Linked DNA regions of Oryctolagus cuniculus: region 2 is linked to region 1. The links are chromatin contacts, called in public Hi-C maps. All regions are on one chromosome and are shown on one strand. Each heading gives the region's core, a stretch centred on a gene start, on an enhancer-like site or on the middle of the called end of the contact. The rest is flanking DNA. Distances are from core to core; before and after follow the strand shown. Region 1 overlaps OXNAD1 (oxidoreductase NAD binding domain containing 1). Region 2 holds the start of RFTN1 (raftlin, lipid raft linker 1).

Region 1 (5,585 bases), core at 1,584-4,083:
AGGTCCAGATGGCATTGATGGTAAATTCTATCAAACATTTAAAGAATTATCACTAATCCTTCGTAAACTCTTCCAAAAACAGAAGAGAACACTACTTTCCAACTCATTCTACGAGCCACTACTACCCTGAAACCAAAACCAGACAGACACTGAAAGAAATGAAAACCACAGAACAGAATCGCTTCTCAGTACAGACACAAAAATCCCAGGAACACAAGGTCAGCACAGTGTTTGACAGGGCTTCCAGCCATTCCTGCTGACGAGTGACTAACCCTCTGGACCACATAAGGCAATTCTCTGCAAGGCCACCCTCAAACACCACAGGACAGACAGCAAGAGAACAAGACCACAAGCAGCTCTATGTCCCTGTGTCAGCTTGAAGAAAATACAGAAGGTGGACCTTCACCCATGCTACTCCCTAAGATGCTTGAAGGTGGAACATTAAGGTAGCCAGGCAGACATTAGCCTTAGTGTGTGTGAGGACCCAAAGAAAATGGGGATTTTTGTGTGAATGGGTGAAGGAAAAAATGTAGAAGCAAGCCTTGGAAGCAGACCAGAATCACATATCTGAAGTATTGCTCTTGTTCCAAAAAAAGAAAAAAATCAATGTAATACAATACTTAGAATAAAAGATAAAACCCACACGATTATCTCAATAGTTGCAAAAAGGGTATTTGACAAAAACACCGTTTTATACCAAAATCACTCAACACACTAGGAAAATAAATGGGAACATCCTCAACCTGACAAAGGGCATCTACTAAAGGCCCAGCACTAATGCTGTAATAGTGACAGGCTAAAACTTCCTCCCTGAAGAACAGAAACAGGCAAAAGACGTCTACTCTCATCACTTCCACTTACCATCGCACTAGAAGTTCTAGCCAACGCAAATAAGAAAATGAAATAAGAGGCATCCAGACTGGGGAGGAGAAAGTTGATGACAAGATAGTCTTGCACACAGAAAATCCCAGGGAGTTCACCTTGAACAACAAGTTCAAATAAAGTTGAAGGATATTAGATCAATATACAAAAATCAACTACACTAGAAATATTCCAAAGGTGAAGCTTAGAAAAACAATTCTGTTAATAACAGTATAAAAAAGAATAATGGGAAATAATTTTTTAAATTATTTATTTGAAAGGCAGAGTTACAGAGAGGCAGAGGGAGAGAGGAGGTGGGTGGTATTCCATCCACTGGTTCACTCCCCAAATGGCTGCAATGGCTGGAGCTGTGCAAATCTGAAGGCAGGAGCCAGGAGCTTCTTTCAGATCTCCCATATGGGTGCAGGGGCCCAAGGACTTGGGCCATCTTTTACTGCTTTCCCAGGTCAAGGCAGAGAGCTAGACTGGAAGTGGAGCAGCCAGGACTCAAACTGGCACCCATATGGGATGCCAGTACTGTAGGCAGCAGCTTTACCTGCTACACCACAGCGCTGGCCTCTTAAATTTAACAAAATAAGTATATGACTTGTACATTAAAAATACAAAACATAGTTGAAAAAAATTGGGCCAGTGTTGTGCAGTGGGTTAAGCTGCTGCCTACAATCCCAGGACCCCACATGGGCACTAATTCAAGTCCTGGCTGCTCCACTTTGGATCCAGCTCCCTGTTAATGACCTGGGAAAAGCAGTGGAGGATGGTCCAAGTGCTTGGGCCCATGTGGGAGACCAGGATAAAGCTTCTGGCTCCTGGCCTTGGCCTGGCCCAGCCCCAGCCACTGTAGCCATTTGGGGAATGAATCAGTATATGGAAAATCTTTCTCTTTTATTTTCTTTCACTTTATAACTCTGCCTTTCGAATAAACAAATCTTTTTCTTGAAAAAATTAAAGATCTAAATAAATAGGATGATATTCCAAGTTCACGGGTTAGAAGACTATATTGTTAAAATGGCAACACTCTCCAAATTCAATGTAATACACCAACCAAACTCTAGCTGGTTTCTCTGCAGAAATTGACAAGTTGATTGCAAAATTCATATGGAAATTCAAGGAACCAGAATCATCAAAATAATCTGGAAAAGAATAAGTTTGGAGGACTTATATTTCCTGATTTCAAAAAGTTACTATAATGAAGGCATTGTAATACTACCTAACAATAAACATGTACATCAATGGAAAGGAATTAAGAATCCAAAAATAAACCCTTTAATTTATAACCAACTGATTTTGGACAAGGATGCCAAGAAAATTCAATGGTAAAAGAATAACCTACTCAACAAGTGGTACTGGGATCAGTAGATATCCACATGAAAACAATCAAGTTGGACTTCTACCTGATACCATATACAAGAACTAAGTCAAAATGGGGTATAAGCTTAAATATAAGAGCCAAAATGATAAACTCTTAGGAGAAAACACAAGAGTATATATTTATGCCAATGGTTTCTTAGCTATGATACCAAACCACAAGGGGAAAAAAAAACACCTAACAAAATAGACTTCACCAAGATCAAAAACTGTGTGCTACAAATGATACCATCAAGAAAGTTAAAGGAAAACCTACAGAATGAGAGAAAATATTTCCAAATAATGCCTCTATTAAGGGACTTGTATTCAGATTGTAATAGAAAGATAACCCAAATAAAAACAGACAAAGGATTTTAATTAACATTTCTTCAAAGAAGGTATATAAGTGGCTCATAAGCACATGAAAAGATGTTCAGCATAGTTAGTCAGTAGGGAAATGTAAATCAAAACCATAATGAGCTATCATTTCACACCCACTAGGATGGCTATAATCAAAAAGACAAATAGCCAAGTGTAAGGGAGAATCGGAAGGAATTGGAACCCTTTCCACATTGCTGGTGGGAGTGTATGATACAGTCAGTATAGAAAACAGTTGGCAGTGCCTACAAATGTCACACAGAGTTACCATCTGATCCAACAGTTCCCTTCCTGGCTTTACACTTAAGAGAAATGAAAATCTATGTCTGCTCAAAAACTACACAAACATCCATGGCACCGTTATTCATGGTGGCCCAAAAGAGGAAGCAATCTGAATGTCCATCAGCTGACGAATGTGGTATAGCCACACAAAGGAATGAATCACTAACATATGGTACAATACAGATGAGCCTTGAAATCACGCTAAGGGAAAGGAGCCAGTCACACACACACACACACACACACACACACAACACCACTGACAGGAAATGGCCAGAATAACATTATGTAAGTGAAATAAGCCAGGCACAAAGAGACACACACCATACATTCTCTCTCAAATGAAGATGCTTAAAAAACCAATCAACCAAACCCAATGTTGAACTGAATGTAAAAGGATTACAAGGAGTTTGTTTGGATAAAGGGTATCAAAATAGTGAGATAAAAGGAAGTATGTTCCAGTGGTCCACAGCACAGTGGAGGTGATTATAGCTTACCACAACCTAATATATATTTTACAAGGAATGGAACCTGAAGGCACCAAACAGAAAGCAATGATAAGGAAATGAAATGCTAATTACTGTGATTTGATTGATACATGCTGCATGAATGTCTTGAAATACTACAGTTGCCCTAAATATGTACAATGATTATATGTTAATCCAAAAACGTATACAACCTTTGTAGGATATTATAAAAATACAAGTTAACACTAATGTGTGTATACAGAGAAAGGTCCAGGAGAGGCACACCTTGAGACAGAGTGTGCATGAGAGGTTGTCTCAGGAGGCCAGGAGGCCAGAGAATGAATGAATGGTAAAACAGCACAAGGTTTCCTTATGGGATGACAAAAGCATTTTATAATCTGAGTGTGCCAATGACTGCACATCTCTGAACGCACTAGAAGATCACTTCACTGTACACTTTAAATGCATGAATTTTATATGTGAATTCTATCTTAGTAAACTACTGTTTTAAAAGGGGGGGAGGGAGGAGGAGACAACAAAAACTCCTTCACAGGCATTTGCCAATTAAACCAGCTGACGGGGACTTCTGATTTCCAAAGCCTTTTCTTTTCTTCCCACCACACCCCTAAGACCTCATGAATTTCAAACCTTCAACAATTCTATGCCACAGGAACCCTTTTGTGGTGGTGATTCTAGAAATTACAATAAATCTTGTCACTTACCAAGGAAAGAAAAATGTATTAGTACCTGGAAAAACAAAACTCTCACCTGCTGTACGTCTGGGAAACTTAAACATCCAACCCAGGTGTTTCCCAGCCATCAGAAGCCAGGATCATCTTCCCATGGTTGTTTCCCACACGCAGGCTTTCATGAAAAACAGGGTGTTCTTTACCGACTGAATCTATGACCTTAAAAGACCTCATCTAATCTATGGCTTTAAATATTCGGTCATTTTTAACAGTCTTAAAAAAACCAGGCTGGATTGGAAATGCTCCCCTAAAGTCCTCAGCCTTCACCTACCCATTGTCACTCAACTCTTTTGTGGAAATACTTTAACTTCCTTCTCGTTTCAGCCGAACATTTAAAAGACAATAGTTTGCATTTATTAGCCCAGTAGTAGATGCTGGCAGACAGGAGGTAGGCAGAATCTCCACTATTCCATTTTTAAATAATAAATCCATCAATGAGCTTTTGCTGCATCTGCTGAACTATGGCGCCCTCTGCTGCTCCAAGTTGATAAAGATGTGAGCAGAAGCAAACCTTGTTCTCTAGGAAAGATATCTTCAGAAAAAAGGACATCTCCATTAAAAGATAAAGAATCCAAATTATGTAAAAATTCCATCTGAATGGCTTTAAGAAAGTATGCACAATACATATTTCATCAAAATCTGTCAGAAGGGTGGCATCTGACCCAGCAGTTAGGACACCAACTTGGGACAGCCCATCCCATACTGGAGTGTCTGGTTCAAGTCCTGGGTCCACTCTGGATCCAGCTTCCTGCTAATGTGCAGCTGGGAAGACAGCAGATGATGCTCAAGTACTTTTGGACCCTAAAAACCACATGGGAGACGTGGATTGAGATCTGGGCTCCTGGCTGTAGCCTGGCGCAGCGCTGGCTGTTGTAGGTATTTGGTGGGGGAAAACAGCACATGAAAGATGTGTCAGTCTGTCTGACTCTCTCCTGCCTCTCAAATTAAAAAAAATGAAAATAAGTGAATTAAAAGTTTTAAAAATTTGGGGCCGGTGCTCTGGTGCAGCGGGTTAATGCCCTGGCCTGAAGCACCAGCATCCCATATGGGCGCCAGTTCTAGTCCCGGGCTGCTCTTCTTATCCAGCTCTCTGCTATGGCCTGGGAAAGCAGCAGAAGATGGCCCAAGTCCTTGGGCCCCTGCACCCAAGTGGGAGACCCGGAGGAAATTCCTGGCTCCTGGCTTTGGATCAGCATAGCTCCGGGCATTGCAGCCATCTGGGGAGTAAACCAGTGGATGGACGACCTCTCTATCTCTACCTTTCTCTGTAACTCTGACTTTTAAATAAATAAATCTTTAAAAAAACAAAGTTTTAAAACTTCTGTCCAAGACAGAATTAAGCTTTAAGCACACAACTTTAAAAATGACCTTTGTAAGACTGGCACTCCTGAAGCCAGCTGAGTCCACACAGAACTGAGAAGAGGCGGCTGGGTGTGCAGCAGAGCAACACACTCTGAACACCAGGCAGCACTGTCCAGGGCCAGCA
Region 2 (5,585 bases), core at 2,016-4,515, 260 kb before region 1:
AGTTTGACTACACTTTGGACAAAAGTCCTGGCTTTGGCTGATCAATGCATGTACAAAAAAAAAAAAAAAAAAAAAAAAAAAAAACTAACAAGCTCCCTGCCCCCAACCCAGTTCACACTGCCGTACCACGGAGGGCGCCAGAGTCTGGTTTTGACACTGGCACAAGCGTGTTCTGCTCCAGTGTGACCAGGGACACCACTTTCTGCAAGGGCTGTGCCTGCGACAACGAACAAAGGGCAGGGGCTTCCTCTGAGACCCCCTGGCTCCAGGGCACAGGACTCAGGCCCTGACACTGCGTCTCGTCTCCTAAGGGGGGCCAGCTGCCTGAAACCATTTAGTAGGGAGCAGCTGGCCAAACTCTGATCTCACTGTGGCTGCAAACCCACTTAAAATATTAACTCTGATGATAAAAATGAATAATTCTTGTGCCTCCAGGGTGTAGATGAGTTTACTTCTCCCTGAGATCCGGGCTTGGTGATCCTGCAAATACACCACTAGGACAATAAGCTGCTCAGGTTCCAAAGCTTTGGTTGTGTCCATTTTCTGCCATGAGCTGCGATCGCTCGCCCCCGAATAACTGAGGATGGAGTTATTTGGAGCTGAGTTCTGAGTGGGGTAGGCCTGAGCGAGGGGACATGGTGGGGCCAGGGTGGGCAGGGTAGAAGGTTGGCAGGAATTCTCTTTCCCTCTGAGCCTCCGTGTGGTGACAACACAGCCAGAGGTGCCGGTGCCTGGGCCCTGGATTGCCTCCAGAGCTGGCTGGCACTGCTGGGATCCAGGGAGACTTGCTCCAGCGGGGGCTCCCCTCCCTGAGCTTTTACACGAACGGCTGCTTCCGCCACTTGCCCAGGCTGGCTTAACGCCTCTCCTTTCCACGGGGGGTCGGAGAGGCTCAGCTTCCCCATTAACTTGGGGCCTGCGTTTTATCGACTCCACACACTCGGGACCCCAGTTCTGGGGCCATCTGTGACCTGTCGTGCAGTAATAGCTTGGTTTCCCCCGTGTTCGGCTCCCTCCCTGAGTACTTAGTGTTAAATCATAGGGGGAGGAAGTGTGAGCAGAGCAAAACCAGCACTATTACATGACCCCCGATGAGACCGCTGTGATAGAATTAAAAGCTGCCGCCCTAGGACATTCTAACAGATGACATTGTGAGGTTGCCAAGGTAACCCACCAGGATGCAGTTCCAGCATCTTTGGGGTTGATGCTGGGTAGGCGAGGTCAGTTGGAGGTAAGGCCCAGCTGCCCGAGATCTATCCGCTGGCTGACCAGTGCACAGCAGCCGAGTGGAAAATGGAGAGAGCTTTGCGCACAACACAAGCAAATCCAGCCACTGGCTCCTCATTGGGTATTCTAGGTGAAAGAATTAGAATACTCTGATGATTGCTGAATGTAGGTTACGGAGCTCTAAATGATGTGGATGTGGGGCAGTGGGTTAGGCTGCTGCTCGGGACACCTGCATCCAGTATCAGAGTGCCAGTTCAAGTTCCCACCCTTCTGCTTCCATCCCAGCTTTCTGCGAATGTGCCTGGGAAGGCAACGGAAGATGGCCCAAGTGCTTGAGTAAGTGCCACCCATGTGCAAGACCTGAATGGAGTTCTGGGCTCCTGGCTTCAAAGCCTGGCCCAGCCCTGGCTGTTATGGGTATTCAGGAAGTGAACCAGCTGATGGACAATTTTTCTCTCTCTCTTTTTAAAGATTTATTTATTTATTTGAGAGGCAGAGTTACAGAGAGAGAGAGAGAGAGAGAGAGAGGAAGAGACACAGAGAGAGGTCTTCTATCCACTGGTTCTCTCCCCAGATGGCTACAATGGGTGGAGCTGGACCAGTCCAAAGCCAGGATCCAGGAGCTTCTTCCGAGTCTCCCATGCAGGTGCAGGGGCCCAAGCACTTAGGCCATCTTCCACTGCTTTCCAGGCCATCAGCAGGAATTGAAACTTACATAGGATACCAGCGCCCCTGGCACCACAGGCCATGGCCTAACCTACTATTGCTACAGGCCAGCCCCTGGGAGATTTCTTTGTCTCTTGTGGTCTCTTCCCCTCTCTTTGTTGCTTTGTTTTTCAAACCAACCAAGCAACCTTTAAAAAAGGTATCAGGATGCTAATGACTCACCTACCCCTCCTATCAGTATATTTATTTTTTGAACACCTACTATGTGTTAGGTTGGAAGCATCAGCACATCCAGGAGCTTGAGAAAGCCTCGGCAAGCCAAACCCAAACAGGCGAAGTCATCTAAGACATCTCCAGGCCGTCAGTACTCAGGAGGATACTGAGCACAAGAAAATGGAAACAATCAGGATAGCTTATTAACCTCCAGGACCCGGTGTTCCAAACAAGAAAACAACTCGGTGCAAACCCGATCAGGTGGAAATGATTTGCTTAAAGGAAATTAACCACCTCCCCCAACAGCCACCAGCTTATCCTGCAAGCCACCTCCCCCTTTTCTCTATCTTATTTAGTTATTATTTTTTTTTTAACTTTGAGAAGCACACACACACACTTGTGAAGTCTGGTTAACACTTGTAAAGGTTAATTTCTTTCCCCAGTGTGGGGACCCTCGAAGGACAGTTTCAGGTGGGCCTAAGTCGCTCAGGGCCTGGGGCCCTTACACAACACAAAGACCCTTCTCTGTCTGTGGCTTCCTGGTGGGTGTGCAAGACCATCAGTGGCACCGCTGCACAGACTCCCAGCTGAACCTGCGCGGGGCGGGTAGCTAGCCTTGTCTTGTTACCCCCCCCCCCCCGGGAGGGGGAGAGAAACGTGATGGTGGTGCGGTGCTGACACCAAGACAGGAGGTGGGGGGCGGGGAGGGGGAACCCAGGAAACAAAGTGGGGGGTGGGAGAGGGGCAGGAAAACAGAACCAAAACGGCCACAGAAAAACAAGGAAGAAGAAAATCTGTGCGCTCTGGTGCCAAGTTTCTGGAAACCAAAGACCCCTCCGTTGCCCTGGGTGTGGGGTTATTAGCACCAAAAGGACCTCCTTGTAACACCCCTGGGGCCTCCATCAGCCCTCCCTGGCGGGGGCGGGGGGAGGGGAGCATGTCTCAGGACCCTTCTTCGCACAAGCAGAAAATGGACATGGTTCGCTAGATGGCTGCAGCCTCCTTGTGCCAGGGCCCCGATGACGACGCTGACAGATTGCCACCCAAACACGGTCCCACACAGGAACCCGGGAGGAAGAGGCCCAGGGCAGCAGGTCCCCACTCCGGTCCCGTACCGTCACCAGGTACAGCAGCGGGGAAGTCTTCCCGCACTGACCATTTGGGACTAGGTGCCGCCTCTCCGCCCTGCACCACAAGCGTGCTGTTGTGGAAAACAGTTCCAACAAGGAAAGTCCCTCATCGCGGGCTCGCCGCCGCCCATTTTCACCAGGCTAAGGCAGCCCGGACGCGCGGCTTTCTTTAGACCATCTTCTAGGTCGGCCCCAAGTTGCCAGGTAAGATTGGTTTTTCAAACCGCTGCCCAAGTGAGGTAGGCACGAGAGGGTGTGACGAGCATCGCTAACTCCCGAGGAGTAATTCGCGACGCCCGGGAGGCTGCCACCTGTGGAACGGGCGGAGACGGGTCCTCTCGTTACACCCCAGCCCCCGGCCCCTGGATGGCATCCCGGCTGCGCTCCCCAGGCCGCGCACACGCTGGGTTAGCAGGGGCGAGGAGGGAGGGTCTGTGCTCCTCGGATTCGCGGGTTGCTGGCGGCGCGGGTCGCAGAGGGCGAGGGCTGCTGAGGCCGCGCGGCTCCCCCGAAGACGCCGCGACGCATATTTCGCCCATGAGTTCAGAGGAAGAGGAAGTGTAGCGGGCGGGCGGGCGCGCGGCGGCGGGGGCGCGGCGGGGCTGGAGCCGGAGCGCGCCGGGCGCGGGGCGCGGGGCGCAGCGAGCGCGGGAGCGCGGCAGCCGCGGGCTCCGGGCCGGGACCGACGCGCTGATCGCCGGAGGGACGGACGCCGCCGCCGCCGCCCGGCCCCGCCCCGGCGCCCACGCCCTCCCGCGCCGCCGCCTGTGCACCGCGCAAACTTTGCTCCCGGGACGCCGCGCGCAATCTCGGGGAGCCCGCGCCCGCGCCTTCTCCGCGGCCGGTCCCCGAAAGGTAGGTGGGGGGTGTCGGCGGGCGCGGAGCCCTCCTTGCGGCCTCGCAGACCCGGTGCCCGGCCGGCCGGTCGAGTCCGCGTGGCGCTCCCCGACCCCTGCAGGTGACCTGTGCCTGGGCGCCGGAGCGGCGGGAGGATCCCCCGGCGCTAGCCGGACACGGGGAAGGGCCCATGTGTGGTCGCGGGGGGGGTGGTGTCCTTGGGCCAACTTTCTTTCGGGAGGTGAGGTGGGTGTGAATCCCTGGCGCGGCGCGGGGAGAGGCTTCCCGGAGCAGCCTGTGGGGTCGTGGGCTCTGCGGTTCAGGGCACCCAGAAGGGTCGTGGAGGGGGAGCTTTGAGGCTACAGGTGGGTCTGGGACACGCTGCCGCCCTGGTCCTCGGCTGAGATCGGGCGGGAGCGGGACACGGAGTCCAGGCTGCCGGAGCGCAGGGTGGAGAGGGCACCCGGGCCGCCTCTCTGCGTGCGCCCGGGTGCAGTTCGCTCCCGGGCAGGGGTACGGAGTGGGCGGGCGCACACGCGCCACGCGCTCGGGGGAAGAGACCCGGCTCGCCGGGAGTCCCCGGCGCCAGAGGCAACGTCTCCCTGGCTGCAGGGGATTTTTTTTTCTCCCCTCACCCCAACCCACTTTGCCGGGCTCAGGGCTCTCCAGGCTGGGTGGGCGGCTGCGGGGAGGAGGGGGACGTCTGTTTCGGAGGCTCACTTGACCGTGGCGCGCTCGGCGCGTCCCGGGGCTGGGGCTGCTGCCCTTCGCCTCGGGGAGAAACCGGCGGAGGCCGCTGCTCATGCCAGCCCCGGGCGCGCTCCCTGGTGCTCGCGCTCGGCCGCCCTGTGTGGTCCTCGGGGACGCTGGGTGGTGTCAGCGAGTTTGTTCCGAGGAAAGTGCTTTTTAAATAATAAAAAAGTCCGAGACAGAGCTCCGCGAGTGGCCGCCCCGGTGCCCAGCAGCGGCCCCTGGTCGGCACTGAGTTCCGGGGTTCCCAGGTGCTGGGCAGCCCGGGCCGGCCAGCGAGTGTCATCCCAGGATAAGTGGGGCCGGGCGGGGAAGGAAGCCGCGTGTAATGTGAGAGACTGGGGGCAGGGCCGGCGCATTCCTCATTGGTACCTCTGAGCAGCTGAATCCCCACCAAGTTCAAGTGACCCCAGATGTCACTTAAACCCTACAGCCGGCTCCAGCAACAAGCTGTCCGGGCTTCTCCGTGCCTGTGCGCTAACCTCATGAAGTCACTCTAACCTCGGCCTGAGCTCTGCATCCTCTGTTTTTGCCCTCCGCGGGGCTTCTGGCCTGCCCCGAGGAATTCAAGCCCCCCGTAGCCTCTGGCTGCATTTGTGGATCAAGTGTCTGGCCTGGGTTTTCTTTGTTTGTTTTTTGGCTGCATGGGCGTGGGGCAAAGGGAAATGGAGTGCTGTGCAGTTAGCTAATAAATTTGGTGCAGGGATTGAAAGAATAAATTGGGAATCCGAGTCAGGGAGTTCTGTCTCCCTCTTGAGCGGG

What was found. A called contact is a pair of places that touch in the nucleus more often than the background predicts.
Region 2: a Hi-C map of an unstated tissue shows a contact between it and region 1, with 2.8 times the contacts expected there. The contact joins the promoter of RFTN1 here to the enhancer-like site in region 1. A contact is called at or near these places in 4 of 6 Hi-C or Micro-C datasets (ear pinna, psoas muscle, skin fibroblasts and 1 more).

The regions. Positions count from the first base shown.
Region 1 is chr4:151,855,114-151,860,698 of mOryCun1.1, reverse strand. All of the region lies in intron 5 of OXNAD1 (oxidoreductase NAD binding domain containing 1), which reads right to left. Among named protein-coding and RNA genes, the nearest start is that of OXNAD1, 33 kb to the right of the region's middle. Within about 2 kb of position 2,833, at least 1 of the 8 cell types and tissues checked has an H3K27ac peak or open chromatin away from gene starts, as enhancers often do.
Region 2 is chr4:152,119,585-152,125,169 of mOryCun1.1, reverse strand. It overlaps RFTN1 (raftlin, lipid raft linker 1), which reads left to right and starts at 3,265. Exons shown (of 10, transcript XM_002716182.5): 1 at 3,265-3,440.